Regions from separate parts of the Mus musculus genome. Here regions 1, 2 and 3 are each linked to region 4. Evidence: chromatin contacts called from public HiCAR-type and promoter capture Hi-C data. All regions are on one chromosome and are shown on one strand. Each heading gives the region's core, a stretch centred on a gene start, on an enhancer-like site or on the middle of the called end of the contact. The rest is flanking DNA. Distances are from core to core; before and after follow the strand shown. Region 1 holds the start of Fbxl17 (F-box and leucine-rich repeat protein 17). Region 2 holds the start of Efna5 (ephrin A5). Region 3 overlaps Fbxl17 (F-box and leucine-rich repeat protein 17). Region 4 holds the start of Vapa (vesicle-associated membrane protein, associated protein A).

Region 1 (3,576 bases), core at 687-3,186, 2.1 Mb after region 4:
AAGATCTATGTGGGTGAAGGAAGCAAGCAGTCAGAACAGACACACACCTTTCTAACTATCCAACACAAATGTCACTTCTCAGGCAGAATTCAACAAGACCAAGGGCAACTTGTTCACTTCTGACTGGCTAAGGATTATAATAGCTACCGTGAACTTCAGAAACTTAAAAGTCTCAGAGTCTGCCTACCTCATCTTTAGAAACGTTAAGTTGCAGTTCGAGTGCATATGTGCCCCTGATGGGTATGCATGGTGCCAGGCTCTCTATAAAGGACTTGCTAAAATCAGGAAGGCATTCTCGTTTCTAACTCCACAGTCTGATTCAACACACATTTATGAGATCCATTCATATTCTATTTTATTTTTAATTCAAGAGTAGTGGTGCACTGAATATTCCAGCTTCCTCATTCTCCCACTGACAGACATCTGGGCTCCTTGAGAGTTTTGCTCTCATCAGTACATTTGCGTTTCCATACAAGTCTTTTTGCAGACAGGACTTTATTTCTCTTGGTGAACACAAGATGTGGGTCTTTATGTGCCAAAGGGTAGACGAATGCTTGACTTACAAGAAACTGACAGGGCTGTACTTTCTGCACAATTTTAGCTTCATTTGCTCTAGAAAAGAGCCAAGCCGAGATGGCCATAACTTGACGATTCACGAATGGAGCTCTGAGAGCCTGGAAGACCCTTTCCTCGATTACAGGCAGAAGAACCATGGGCATGTGGGGGATATCCGTAGGTGAAGGAGTTCAGACAGCACATTTGAGAGTAACAAATATGTGAATATCTGGACAAATCTTTTTCCCATTGGTTTTTGAAATTCTGATATCCTCAACTCTCTCCCCGGTAGCTTTTGAATATACCCAGGGAGTATATTCTTCAGCAGGGAGGGGTGGGGCTTCTTTTAATGAAGAGTAGAAACTGCCAGAAACAAATCACCTCATTTCTTCGCAGCCTTTGTTTCTTTTCTGCCACTCCCCCCACTGACACTTTTTCTAAAGTCCTCTCCACTGCCTGATCCACTGCTTTGGACTCTTAGCATGGTTTCAAAGTTCCCTCCAAAACTTACCCTGAAATTTGCTACTGTTAACAGTATGCATGCAACATTCCTAAGGGGGTCCTTTAAGAGGTGATGAGGACACTAGAGTTCCGCCCTCCAGGAACAAATTGTTACCACAAGAGTAGGTTCCCGATAAAAAATGATAGACAGTTTCCGGCGCTTTTACCCTGCCACTTAGCTGACACTGCATGTTATTCTACTTTCCAAAGCCTCCAGAGCGAGATAAACTTCTTCATAGTTTACTGTTGTATGTAGCATTGTTATAGCAGCAGAAGAGACTAAGACAACTAACTTTCCCTACCTTCTCCCCTGTGAAAGCTGACCTCTCCCCATCCGAGAACCTGTGTCATCACTGTAACTTAAGACTTCTGAAGTCTGATCAACTTGCATGTTTTAGTTCCCCACCTTAGCCACCAAAGTCTGTCCTAAGGGCACCACACTAATATTCACAGAGTGGACAGACTGGATTTCAAGGTGTCAAACAACAGTAACATTGAGCTTGGAGCCTGGAATGTTGGAGTGTTTTTTCCAGCGTGTATACCTGTTTTCAGCGTGATACATGTTTTCAGCCCGCAATTGTGTGCAAAGGCAGCAGTATGCAACAGGTGCCTAGACACAGGAGTAGAATCAGTGTAGTCACCTAGCTAACGGATCCTTACTGGACTGTCACCCATCACCCAAGGGCTCAGGCCTCTCAGGTGGAACTGGTTCTTCCGTTCTCAATTGGCCTCAGTTTCCGAGTCAGGGCGATGGTGGGGTGGGAAGTGAAGGGGAAGAGCCAAGCTGAGCCTGGCCAATGGCAGCTCTTGAACTTACACCTCCAGACGTCAGCGCGGCCGTGGAAACGGATGTCACCCAGCTGGCTCGGAAGCGTCTCCATCCGCTTCGGGAGAGGGGCGTGAGCCCGGAGGCGTCCAGGCCACCTCCGTGTGCAGCCGGAGGGAGTGCGCGGCCCCGTCAGCGCGCAGCCCCGAGGTCCCCGCTTCTCCCCCGGCGGCGCTCCCGCCCCTGGGTGAGACCCGCGCGCCCCCGCGGGCGGCTCCGCCCCCTCCCGGAGCGGGCGGCGCGCTCCCGCGGCGACGGGCCGTGTCGCGGGCTCGCGCGCCGCCGGCCCAGCCGCAGTTAAAATGGTCCGAGTCGGGCCCGCGCTGCCCCCGCCGCGGCGCTGACTGACTGAACCGGCTGGCCTGGCCGGCAGACTCGCTTCCCTCCCTCGCGTCCCCACAGCTCGCGCCCGTCCTCCTCCCGGCTCCCCGGGGGGCAAAGCATGTAGCCCGCGTCGGGCACCCGGGCGGCCCGCAGCTGACGCCCACCCCCGCCGTCGCGTGTGCCGGGTGCGCGGCGCGGGCGACCCAGCCAGCGGCCTGCCCCGCCGCCGGAGCCCGCCCCTCGGGCCTCCCTCTCCCGCCCCGTCCCGGTCGCCCTCCTCGGGGCCTTCTATATGGGCCACCTTCTCTCGAAGGAGCCGCGTAACCGCCCGAGCCAGAAGAGGCCTCGCTGCTGCAGCTGGTGTCGCCGCCGGCGCCCTCTCCTCAGACTGCCCCGCCGGGCTCTGGCCAAGGCGTCCCCGCAGCCCGCGGCGCCCCGGAGCCGGGACTGCTTCTTCCGCGGGCCCTGCATGCTCTGCTTCATCGTGCACAGCCCCGGCGCGCCCGCCTCCGCCGGCCTAGAGGAGGAGCCGCCGCTCTCGCCACCGCCGCCGCCGCCGCGGGACGGGGCCTACGCCGCCGTCTCCTCGCAGCACTTGGCGCGGCGCTACGCGGCCCTGGCCGCCGAGGACTGCGCCGCCGCCGCACGCCGCTTCCTGCTGTCCTCGGCCGCCGCCGCCGCCGCCGCTGCCTCGTCGCCCGCGTCCTGCTGCAAGGAGCTGGGGCTGGCCGCCGCCGCCGCCTGGGAGCAGCAGGGCCGGAGCCTCTTCCTGGCCGGCGTGGGGCCCGTGCGCTTCCTGGGACCGCTGGCCGCCGTGCAGCTCTTCCGGGCACCGCCGGCGCCGCCGCCGCAGGCCGAGCCCGCCACGGCCCTCGAGATGGTTTGCAAGCGGAAAGGGGCCGGGGTCCCCGCCTGCACCCCCTGCAAGCAGCCCCGTTGCGGCTGCGGGGGCTGCGGCGGGGGCGGCGGCGGCGGGGGAGGGCCCGCGGGAGGAGGTGCCTCGCCGCCGCGGCCGCCCGATGCCGGCTGCTGCCAGGCCCCGGAGCAGCCCCCGCCGCCGCTCTGCCCCGCGCCCGCCTCTCCCGCCTCAGAGTGTGCCCCCATCGTGGCCGCCGCCGGGGACACAGTCCGAGCCGGGGGCACCGCCCCCTCGTCTGCCCAGCAGCAGCCCGAGAGCGGCGACGCGGACTGTCAGGAGCCCCCCGAAAACCCCTGCGACTGTCACAGGGAGCCGCCCCCCGAGATCCCAGACATCAACCAACTGCCGCCGTCCATCCTGCTTAAGGTGGGTCTGGGCGAGGAGGCGCAGGGATGCTCACTCCCCCCCCCCCGCCCCCCTAACCCGGCTCCCCCGCCTCCGAGGCTTTCTC
Region 2 (3,412 bases), core at 145-2,644, 2.7 Mb after region 4:
TTTGCAAAACTGACTTTTCCCCTCCTTTCTACTTCTCGCCAGTCTTCCCAACCTCTCCAGGCTGCTCGCGCCGCTGCACTCAAGTTTATTTTCCCGCCTGGGCAGAGGTTTTAGGATTCGGTCGGTGGCTTTCACCTCTCGTTACTGCTGTGCCTAAGGAGGGAAGGAGGAGGCAGCTCCGGATCGGGAAGGTTTTCTGATGTAGTCATCGGGGAGGTGCCAGCAGCTCGCGTGTGCTCCCTCTCCCTTTTTCCCTCCCGGTTTCAAACTGATTGATGAATCTCTACAAGTTGCTGGGGTTGGGGCCGGAGAGGTCCGAGTCCCAGGGACACTTCTGAGAGCTCCCCCCCGGGGCTCTGGGCACGCCGTGCGGGGGTTCAGCCTCTCTCCCGGAAGGCGAACGGAGACTGTCATCAGCCCATCCCGGACTTGGAGGGCTCCATCCGAAAGTGATTGTTTCCCCTCTCGCTTCTCAGCCCGGCAGTTGGCTTGGCGTCGCCCTGCAGGTTTGGGCATCCCGGCCCCGCCTGGCTGGCTGGTTCACAACCTCTGCTCTTCATTCACTCCGCGGCACCCACACCCGGCCAAGACAAGCTAGCAGGAGAAATCCCCGACTCAGCCAGCGCCCGGGGGTGCCATCTCGCTCTGCCTCTGCGGTCGGACTCCTTTGGGGACCTGCTGGAAGACGTGAAGAGCCAAACTTTTCTTGGAGCCTTTTCCGAAGCAAGACCCGCTCCTCCTCTCCTCGCCTGAGCGCTCGGCTGCGGCTTTGGGCAGTTCCAGGACTCCGGCAGAGCCGGGCTTGCGGATCCAGATCGCCACTCTTCTCTGCGCACCTCCGGGTACCGCAGTCCACAGGACTCCTGCGAGCCTTGCGGGGGGTCGCCTGGCCAAGGCACAGAAGGGAGGCTCCGGACTGCTTCCAGCCTCCTGGGGACACCAGTGTGAGGACGCCCCCCCCCCCGCCCCCCTCCACACAGCGCCCTCCTCCTGCAGTTTCTCTCCGGCCGCCAAAGTAACTTGGAACAAAGCGGGGCGCACGGTGAGGGCCCAGCGCGGCGGAGGAAGCCCGTGCAGACCGCGGCGCCGACACTGAGCCGGGCCCGGCGGGCCGGTGTATGTCTCCCCGCAGCCGCGGCGCTCAACTCCCCGTGACTGTGCAGCGCGCGCCGCCGCCTGCCCCGACCCGCGCTGCCGCCGCCCGGCCCCGCACGCACCTCCCTCTCCCGGGGTGACCGGCTTGCAGCCGCCGCCCGAGACACAGCTCCGCACCCCTACCCCCGCCCTCGCCGCCGCCACCGCACACACGCACGCGTCTCTCCGTCTTGTGATTCTTCTCCCCTCCCGAGCCCTTCAGTGGGGGTGCGAGTTTGTCCCCCCGCCCCAGCCACTGCCTCCTTCTTCTCTCTCTCCTCTTCCTCTTCCTCCCGCGCTCGCCGCGCGCCTCTCGCCCCTTCATCGTATTTATTCCTATTTATTTGGCGTCCGCTCTCTTCGTCTGCCCCTCTCCCTCCCTCCCCCTGGATCCCCGATCTCTCCCCGGAGTGGCGCGTCGGGGGCTCCGCCGCTGGCTAGGCGTGATGTTGCACGTGGAGATGTTGACGCTGCTCTTTCTGGTGCTCTGGATGTGTGTGTTCAGCCAGGACCCGGGCTCCAAAGTCGTCGCCGACCGCTACGCCGTCTACTGGAACAGCAGCAACCCCAGGTAAGGTGGCCGGGGCGGGGGCGCCAAAAGCTCGGGCTCCGCGGGCCTGGGCCGGGAGCAGGGGACACGGCGGCCGGGAGCGGCGCGCACCAGCCGCAGGCAGCGCGCGCCCTCGGAGCCTGCGTCGCCAGACGCCGCTGGCCGCCCGGCGCCGGCGGGAAGCGCTCGCTCCGCGCCGCTCTTTGTTAAGCCAGGGCGGCAGGGCCGGCGGCTGCTAGCAATCCCCAGGGCTGCGCGGAGCCGCTGCCTCCGACCGGGTGCGGGGAAGACACGGGAATGGGCGGGAGCCCCGGACCCGGGCCATCGCTTCCCAGTCGGGGAGATTGGCCCGCACCTCCGGATCCCGGCTTAGAGCTTGGGTGCTGGTAGCCTCGGGTGCGTACTGCCAAGAGGTCCTCCCTGGAGCCTGGGGGGCGCGGGGCTGAGGCCGGGATCCTGATAGATAGCATCAAAGTTTTCTTTTTTTTTTAATTTTAAAATTTTTACTTAAACATAATGCCTTCTTTTACCTCCTTGCGCGCATAGAGAGAGCGCGTACCGGTTAGAGGGAAGCAAAGGGGGGTTGGAGGGATGGGTGAGTGGAAAGCGGAAGCTTTAGGGTTTAATGTTCTTTTTAACTGCGAGATAACTGTTAGGTGACCCCCCCCCCCCCCACACACACACCGCCAAGTCGGTCTAGGCCCATCGCGCTTGGCCCTGGAAAGGATTCTCCCAGCTCGGGCACCCTCCTTTCCCCCCCAGTGGGCTTAAGGTGCCAGAAAGTTTGATCGAATGCCGGGTTACGTCACGAGTGCAGAGCGAGCCGCTGGAGTTGGCAAGCCGGAAGGTGGGAGCCTTCGCCCCGGGGCCTGGCGCTGTGCAGCTGGAGGGACGCGCGTGGTTACCTGCGACAGCGTCTAGGCGACCCCAAAGCCTGCGGGCTTGGCGGGAGGCTGGAAGCGGGCGCCGGGGACTTCCTTAGCGCACGCTCTGGGCCCTAGCTTGCCGCAGCCACCCTGCGATCCTGGACCCCGGAGAGGGGAGGAGGGTCGTCCACAGCACCAGGCAGACCCTTTCTGGTCCGGGCTGCTCCCAAACCTTACTTTCTCCCGGATCTGGACCCAGCAGTCGGTCCCGCTGGGCCCACATCGCTCTGCTTTCAGCTGTGGGCTGGTAGTATTGGTGTGTTGTTCTGGGAGGGAGGCAGTGTCGCTTGTACCTAGGATCACAGGTTTTTCTCTGGGCTGAAGTGGAAGTTGTGAGGAAAGAGGCGGGAGACCGAGGACTGAGCCTGTGGTTGTGGCGCATCTAAAGCTCTAGGCGAGGGGGCCGGCGGACGCCTACAATTCAGTTTCCCACCAGCCCTTTCTAGCGCCTCCAGCTTTCCCTCTGTTATGAATTCAGAGGTTTTCCCGGTTGTCAAGGGTCAGCTGGGATGAAGAGCTGATTTCTCCAGGAACGCTCATGATTGCCCATCCTAGGGAGAAATCGCCCCACCCTGTTACTCCGGCCGGCCCAGTCACACCCAGGTAGCCTAAAGTGCTTGCCTAGCTCATCCTTGAAAGTTTGCGTTTTTTAATAAAAAGGGTGTCGTGGGGGTGGGAATTAGAATGGGAAGCTATTTCCTCTTTGACACGCCACTAGCCACTATTAGGAAAAGAGAAAGAGATGACGCTCTGCCAGAGAATATGCCTTTTATTAAAGCTGACAAGACAAATAGAACAAGCT
Region 3 (3,246 bases), core at 10-2,509, 2.3 Mb after region 4:
ACTTCGCATGTCCTTGTTGAGGCTGTGTTTGGGCTGTCCGGCTAGTGAGACTTTGTGGATGTAGCTTTGGATGTTATGAGGAGACGATGCTTCACATCCTCCCTGATCCTCTGGTTCTTGCGGTCTTTCTGGCCTGTCTTCTGTAATGTTCCCTGAGCCTTAGGTGAGGGAGTGCTCCATAGATGTGTCTACTGGATCTGGGCTCCACAGCTCTGTATTCTGATTGGTTGTGCTTTCTGGTAGAGGACTCCATGTGTTGCAAAGAGAAGTTTTCCTGATGAAGTGACTATACCTACCTGTGGGTGTAAGGATATAAATGCATCCAGCAACACTTAATGGAAGGAAAAAAAAAGAGGCATGTGAATTTGAAAGAACAAATAGGTTTAGATGAAGATATGATTCAATTATAATCTCAATGGAAAAAGAAAAAGATAAAAAAAAATAAAAAACAGGTCAAAAAGGAATATGACATGCCTGAGCACTGCCATAGTCTTGCTATAGATTACAAGATCCTGGAAGTCTTGGTTTTACACGTAGTGATTCTCACTCACTGTTTGTGCCAAACTAAAATGCAGGCATATATTTTTCACAACCTACTTTAGTAAGGGTTCAACCTTCCCTCTAGCCTACTGTCTTAGTCAGGGTTTCTATTCCTGCACAAACATCATGACCAAGAAGCAAGTTGGGGAGAAAAGGGTTTATTTGGCTTACACTTCCATACTGTTGTTCATCACCAAGGAAGTCAGGACTGGAACTCAAGCAGGTCAGGAAGCAGGAGCTGATGCAGAGACCCTGGAAGGATGTTCTTTACTGGCTTGCTTTCCCTGGCTTGCTCAGCCTGCTCCCTTATAGAACCCAAGACTACCAGCCCAGGGATGGCACCATTCACAAGGGGACCTTTCCCCTTGACCACTAATTGAGAAATAGTGCTTGCAGCTGGATTTTCCCCAAGTGAAGCTCCTTTCTCTGTGATAACTCCAGCCTCTGTCAAGTTGACACAAAACTAGCCAGTACACCTACTTACCAGAGGTAGTAGAAAAGAAAGGTTATTAGGATATGGGGGAAATGGACCTGTTTAGAAATAATTCATTAGGGAGTTCCAAATGTCCTTGTTCTTAGTTCAGTCTACTAGCAAACACCAAACAGGAATCAGCAAGGGAGTGCAATTCAGAAGAAGCCACAAGGCTCCAGCAGACACCACATACAAGTCAGCAGCTGCAGTCTGCTCGGCAGACACTACACATGAATCAGCAAGGCCATTCAACTGAGAGGAAACCTCAAGGCTTGCCAGCTGCGCCAAGTCTGCTGAAGTGGTAAGAAGCTGCTGGAACCTCACAGGAAGTTCTTTGTTTTCTATGAAATCATTAGAGTGAAGCTCAGCAACATAGGGTAAGGGTAACCAGTCTATGTGTGTCATCAACTAAGACTAGCACGGTGAAGCAAAGTGAACCAGTGCTCACTCTCACTGTCTGTGGGTCAGATTTATATTCTTTCTAAATATCATGTGTACTTTTACGTGTTTGCTGTAGCAAAACATTCACCCGTGTCAGCTTCAGCAAAACATTCTTTAACTTCTTTGCTTTACAAAACATTCTTTCACCTGTCTGCCCCAGCAAAACAGCATTATAACCTGAGTCTCCAAAGAAACCAGGCAGTTCCACTTTACTAACAGGTGATTTAAAAGCCTTCCGATTTCACCCTGCTGCTCCCAGCTCCATGTTGTAATGGGAAGGGTCTGTCCAAAGGTCAAGAACGCGACATTTTGATCCTTTGGTACTGTGTACAGCATTGCCACACTTGAACCGAGTGCGGAACAGAGTGCGCTCTGTGAGCTGCTCTGGTCTCTGGTGCAGTTGTTAGATAGATGGCCTCTGTTTTCTCCTTCTGTTACCAGCCGTCTACGTTTCTAATTTTGTGACTTTACTCTTCAGGATCTGTGACACAGTCGGTTCTTTCCTCATGATGCCTTCCTTTAGCCCACGCGGCCTGTACCCTTGAACTTTACCTTGGCTTCCATCTTCAGAGGCTTCTTGAAGACTGGCCATGTGTATGATCTCCGAAGTTCTGGTAGCCATTAGTAAGGCATTCAGTCTTAACCTTGATTTTATTCCCCAGTTTTATTATAACTGATTGCTTGCTCCTAATAAATCTAGTATTGGTAAAGCCTTTAAAGTTTTAGAAACTAATTGTCACTTAAACGTATTTATCTATTTGGCTTGTGGGAACACACTCTGTGTCTCCTTGTTTCATTCACCATAGTCATCTTGTACAATGTGGCCAGCCCCTGCTCCTTCCCTCCCTTCTTCCTCCCTTCTTCCCCCCTTTTTCCTCCCTCCCTCCCTCTCTCCCTTCCTCCCTTCTTTCCTCCCTCCCTTTCTCTCTCCCTGTGTGTATATTTTTATCCTCCTATCTGGGCTTCCACTTGTGCCCTTCCCTGTTTTTCTTTTCCTTTTTTTTTCATCTTTTCTTGGTCTTAAGGAAAATTGAAGACATTTGGAGACATCTTTGTATTCCTCGTATTCCATGTTTCCTAGGTAATGTTTGAGTTTCTCATTTTATATTTAAACACAGACCTGGACATACCAATCATCCACTAATTTTTGTCTTTCAATGTGAATGGCTGCAAGCTAATTTCTTTTGAACAGTGCAGTATTAAACTGAAAAGTGGTTATTAAATTTTGCATTCTGACTTTTTTTTTTAATGTCTCACCCTGTGTCTGAAAATGCTGGGGTGGAAAGGCTTTGCTTACTCAAATCCTTTGGGATTTGTGTACCCCAAGACTACTGGTGAATTATAAGGAAAGCAGGCTTAATTAAGATGTCAGTTTCTCTAGATGTAATTATCTGTTTTAGACTATGTGGGATTATTTCAGGTAGCTTTTAATGAAGCACTGGAGGGCACTGTTGAAATGTTTCCCAGCAAGCAAATGAATGTGATGAATTTGACAGGGCTGTTTGTGAGTTCTGACTAAAATGCCAAGCCTGTAGAGATGCTGGGTCTGTGTCTTCTGATGGTATCCCGGGGGTTAGCGTCCTGCAGCCAACCCTGCATGCTGTCAGAGTTCTGCAGGTGTTGGTCAAATGATCATAGGAAGGCCATGTGAACATACACCAGTCAGGGACTGCCAGCTCATAAAAGCAATGAGCCTTAGTGTGTCCAGTGTTTGTCTATACTGTCTTGCATGCCCTGGCATGTGAGTCAGGGCATACCTGTTAGCTCCACTATGGATTGTAAATATCAATCAG
Region 4 (3,160 bases), core at 612-3,111:
ACAAAATTCAAGTCTTCTGCAAGAGCAGTATGTGCTTTTAACCGCTGAGGCAGCTTTTCTGCTCCTAGACTTCTACTCTTCAAAGACATAATGGTTTAATTAAGGAAAAAAGATAATATTTTCTTGTTATTGTTTCTTAGCACATGTTAAATTTATACATCTTGGGATTGCATTGTGTTAGAATTTTTTATTTTAAAATTGCAGTTTGAGTTACTGATTTGCACTTCATTAAAAAAATCACACGAAAATTTTGGCTGGTGATTGGGATAGAATTTCCAACTATTTTTGAAATGTTTCCAAATCTATTTTTTTGCCACTTTGCACTAGGTATTTATATAAAATGATTCTCAGCATTGGTAATTATAAAATCAAAATAGCAATCAATTACAAAAAAAGTTGACAATGTTGTGTTTAGCAATATCAAATATTCAGCCAAGAATAAATAATTTTTACGTAGAGATGAACAAGGAAATCCATCTCGTTTGCATACAAGCTTGCTTTTGTCTTAAATGGATTTTTGGTCTGCTTCTTTTCAAAATTCATTTTTTAGGTTAGGATACAAAGTAAGCATTCAAAGAAAGAAAACAAACTTTTTTTTTTAAACGACCAATGTTTGCTTTATACCACTATTATATCCTATATACCTCGAGTGGCATGAAAGTTTTTCAGGTGTCGGGGCGGCAAGTTGAAAAAGTCTAATTAGCTGTATTCTAGACTGCTCATTTCGACATTTACTTCCAAGCAATCTAGAGTGCCTTTTCGTGGCAGAAGCATGAATATGTGCTTTGTTTCGCACGGAGCTTCCTAGAGATTTAAATTCAAGCAGCACCATAGGACACAATAAAGGTTTTTACAGCACATCCATTTGTTTTGTTTGCTCTTCCCGTCCCTGGATACCCTGGCAAGGGGCTGAATATCTGTCAGCAACTTGCTTGGCATTTTTTTTTTTTTTTCTCATTTGGTACAGGCTCTCCTAAGTGATACAGATAAAATTCGTCCCTAGCACGAGAATGTGGCAAACAGATTTGGGTATGAGTTTGAAGTGAACCACACTGTAGATACAGCACGTGAACTCCACGCTGTAGGAACAGAGATTTCGTTTCTACCCTTGTAGAGAAACTGTGCCTGGCACAGATTTCCCCTGGAACTCGTTCGCTTGTGAGCGAGATGTGTTTCCTTTGGCTGGGCAGGAGGGAGATGGGGAGGAGGCAGTCTTGGAACAGCAGGCAGAACGGAGCGCACGTTCGCTGAGGGCGGAAGGAATCCCCAGCAGACCAGAGGGACACGCCCTGCCGCTCTCCCAAAGGGCGGTCTCTCCTGGGATGCCTGGCTTCCAGGCAGCCTGCAAAAACCCTTCTCTTTTCCAGGGCAGACAAGACGCCCTCGGCGAGCCAAAAGCCGCGTCAGCGGCCCCACCCACTCGCCTCCAACGGACCCAGGTCGCCTTCCCGGTTCCCAGCAGCCACCGCGGAGGCGCCGCCCGCACAGGGCATGCTGGGAGTCGAGGTACCCGGCGCTTCATGACTCTCTTCCGTTCGGAATTCCACTTGGAACGCCGTGAGGTAGCGTCGTAGTCGGCGCTCCAGCCCCGCACTCGCAGCTCCAGGGCCCCAAGAACGACACCCCCTTCCCGGGGCGCCGTGCACCGCGTCTCCCCGCAAAGAGCCCCGCTCCGCCCCCCCGACCCTGCTCTACGGAGATTGACAGCGGCGCGGCGCCCGGAGCTGCGGCCAAGTCGGAGGTGCGCAGGCGCACTAGCTCAGCGTTGACCCCTCCCACCCCCCAGTTAGGCCCGGAGGGCGGGGCCAGCACGAGGGCTCCAGGCCGCGGGGGCGCGCACGTAGGCACGTAGGGCCCGTCACGTGGGGCGCCGAGGATCGCAGTGCGCGTGGCCGCGGCGGCTGGTGTGGGGTTGAGTCAGTTGTGACACCCGGAGCTGCTGAGCGGACAGGCTGCCCTCGGGACCCCCGCGGCCCGGCAGCAGGCGCGGAGCTTCGGGAATCGTGAGCCTGGCCCCGTCCTAGAGCTCCGCGGAGCCGGCGCCGCCACCGTCCCCTCGCCCCCGCCAGCGAACCGCCGCCGCGGGCGCGCCCCCGCTCTGCGCTGCGCTGTCTCCTATGGCGTCCGCCTCCGGGGCCATGGCGAAGCACGAGCAGATCCTGGTCCTCGACCCTCCTTCAGACCTCAAATTCAAAGGTAGGCTGGCTGGGACGCTCCGGAGCGGAGCTGAGGCTGGGGCTGGGGCTGGCGGGCGGCGGCGGGGTGGCCGGGCCGTGCTCCCCTCCCCCACGCCCCGGCCGAGCGTCGGAGCCGCGGCCCCGCTGCGTCCCTCGGCCCCGCGCCTCGCCGTCCGCCGCTGCCGGGCCGGGCCGGGCCGGGCTGGGCTGCGCTGCGGAGGGGAGGGGAGGGAGCCGCCGGGCGCCGCGGAGGGCTCCGCCGCCATCTTGCGGCCCCGCGGGGGCGCCGTGGGAGCCCGCCCGCGCCTTGCCCGCCGGCCCGCATGGCGTCCTTGCCCCAGGGGCGGCCGCGGCGCGGCGCGGTGCGGTCGGGCGGTGCGGGAGGGCGACTGGGAGCCGGAGCTCCCTAGTCGGCGGGCGCCAGTGGGCGCCGTTCGGCGGCTTTGGGCAGGCGCGGTCCGCCGCGGGCGAGGAGGCGTTCACGGTCGCGGCCTCGCCCGGAGTCTTTCCCGGTCAGGTGCGGGACTCTGGCTGAGCCGGGAGACCAGGCAGCAGAGTCTCTGGCTGGGACTGACCCCGCGTGTTGGCACGGCCCCCAGGCGCGCGGCAGAAAGCTGTGCGTCAGCTGGGGCATGCATGGTCAGAGGTTAATGGTAGTGGGTCCCTTGTGTCAGCTCGGATTGTCCCTAGGTACGGAGGACCCAGTCCTTGAGTGCACACTGTCTTTACTGAAGAATTCTTTCAGCGTTTGTGACCCGCTTACGCTTGCGGTTTCCCTGCGTATCCCGAGAAAGCTGCTAAGGTGCCACACAGCTCTGGAACTGTTGACTTTGGAGCATTGACTGTGATAGACAGTGGCTTGGTGATTCTTGTTCAGATCCAAGGCGGTTTGCCTTCTCAGTGTGTAGGAAACGAAACGTTACACAGAACAATTTACTTTATTTTAAGGAGAACCAAAAGAATGGAGCTAAAGAGAAAACGTG

Evidence for each region. Promoter capture Hi-C pulls out the DNA fragments that hold promoters and counts their contacts. HiCAR-type assays count read pairs that join an accessible place to other places.
Region 1: a contact with region 4 is called in a HiCAR-type map of astrocytes, with 10 times the contacts expected there. The contact joins the promoter of Fbxl17 here to the promoter of Vapa in region 4. A contact is called at or near these places in 12 of 39 promoter capture datasets (the 3T3-L1 cell line, 3T3-L1-derived adipocytes, cranial neural crest and 7 more), 7 of 484 Hi-C or Micro-C datasets (CD4 T cells, CD8 T cells, double positive thymocytes and 2 more), 14 of 115 datasets of contacts at active chromatin or transcription factors (the SCID.adh cell line, T-cell acute lymphoblastic leukemia, astrocytes and 11 more) and 3 of 9 other capture datasets (adipose tissue, embryonic stem cells and liver).
Region 2: a contact with region 4 is called in a promoter capture Hi-C map of pre-B cells, with 8 times the contacts expected there. The contact joins the promoter of Efna5 here to the promoter of Vapa in region 4. A contact is called at or near these places in 2 of 39 promoter capture datasets (hippocampal neurons and pre-B cells) and 1 of 484 Hi-C or Micro-C datasets (embryonic stem cells).
Region 3: a contact with region 4 is called in a promoter capture Hi-C map of liver, with 3 times the contacts expected there. The contact joins the enhancer-like site here to the promoter of Vapa in region 4. A contact is called at or near these places in 2 of 39 promoter capture datasets (liver and pre-B cells) and 3 of 115 datasets of contacts at active chromatin or transcription factors (bone marrow-derived dendritic cells, embryonic forebrain and large pre-B cells).

What each region holds. Positions count from the first base shown.
Region 1 is chr17:63,498,940-63,502,515 of GRCm38.p6, reverse strand. Fbxl17 (F-box and leucine-rich repeat protein 17) reads left to right here and starts at 1,936. Exons shown (of 9, transcript NM_015794.1): 1 at 1,936-3,491. The coding sequence starts at 2,499.
Region 2 is chr17:62,879,299-62,882,710 of GRCm38.p6, reverse strand. Efna5 (ephrin A5) reads left to right here and starts at 1,394. Exons shown (of 5, transcript NM_207654.2): 1 at 1,394-1,705. The coding sequence starts at 1,581.
Region 3 is chr17:63,360,399-63,363,644 of GRCm38.p6, reverse strand. All of the region lies in intron 5 of Fbxl17 (F-box and leucine-rich repeat protein 17), which reads left to right. Among named protein-coding and RNA genes, the nearest start is that of 4930405O22Rik, 49 kb to the right of the region's middle. Within about 2 kb of position 1,259, at least 26 of the 459 cell types and tissues checked have an H3K27ac peak or open chromatin away from gene starts, as enhancers often do. A contact at or near this core is called in liver, where this site is marked.
Region 4 is chr17:65,612,256-65,615,415 of GRCm38.p6, reverse strand. It overlaps Vapa (vesicle-associated membrane protein, associated protein A), which reads left to right and starts at 1,861. Exons shown (of 6, transcript NM_013933.3): 1 at 1,861-2,196. The coding sequence starts at 2,118.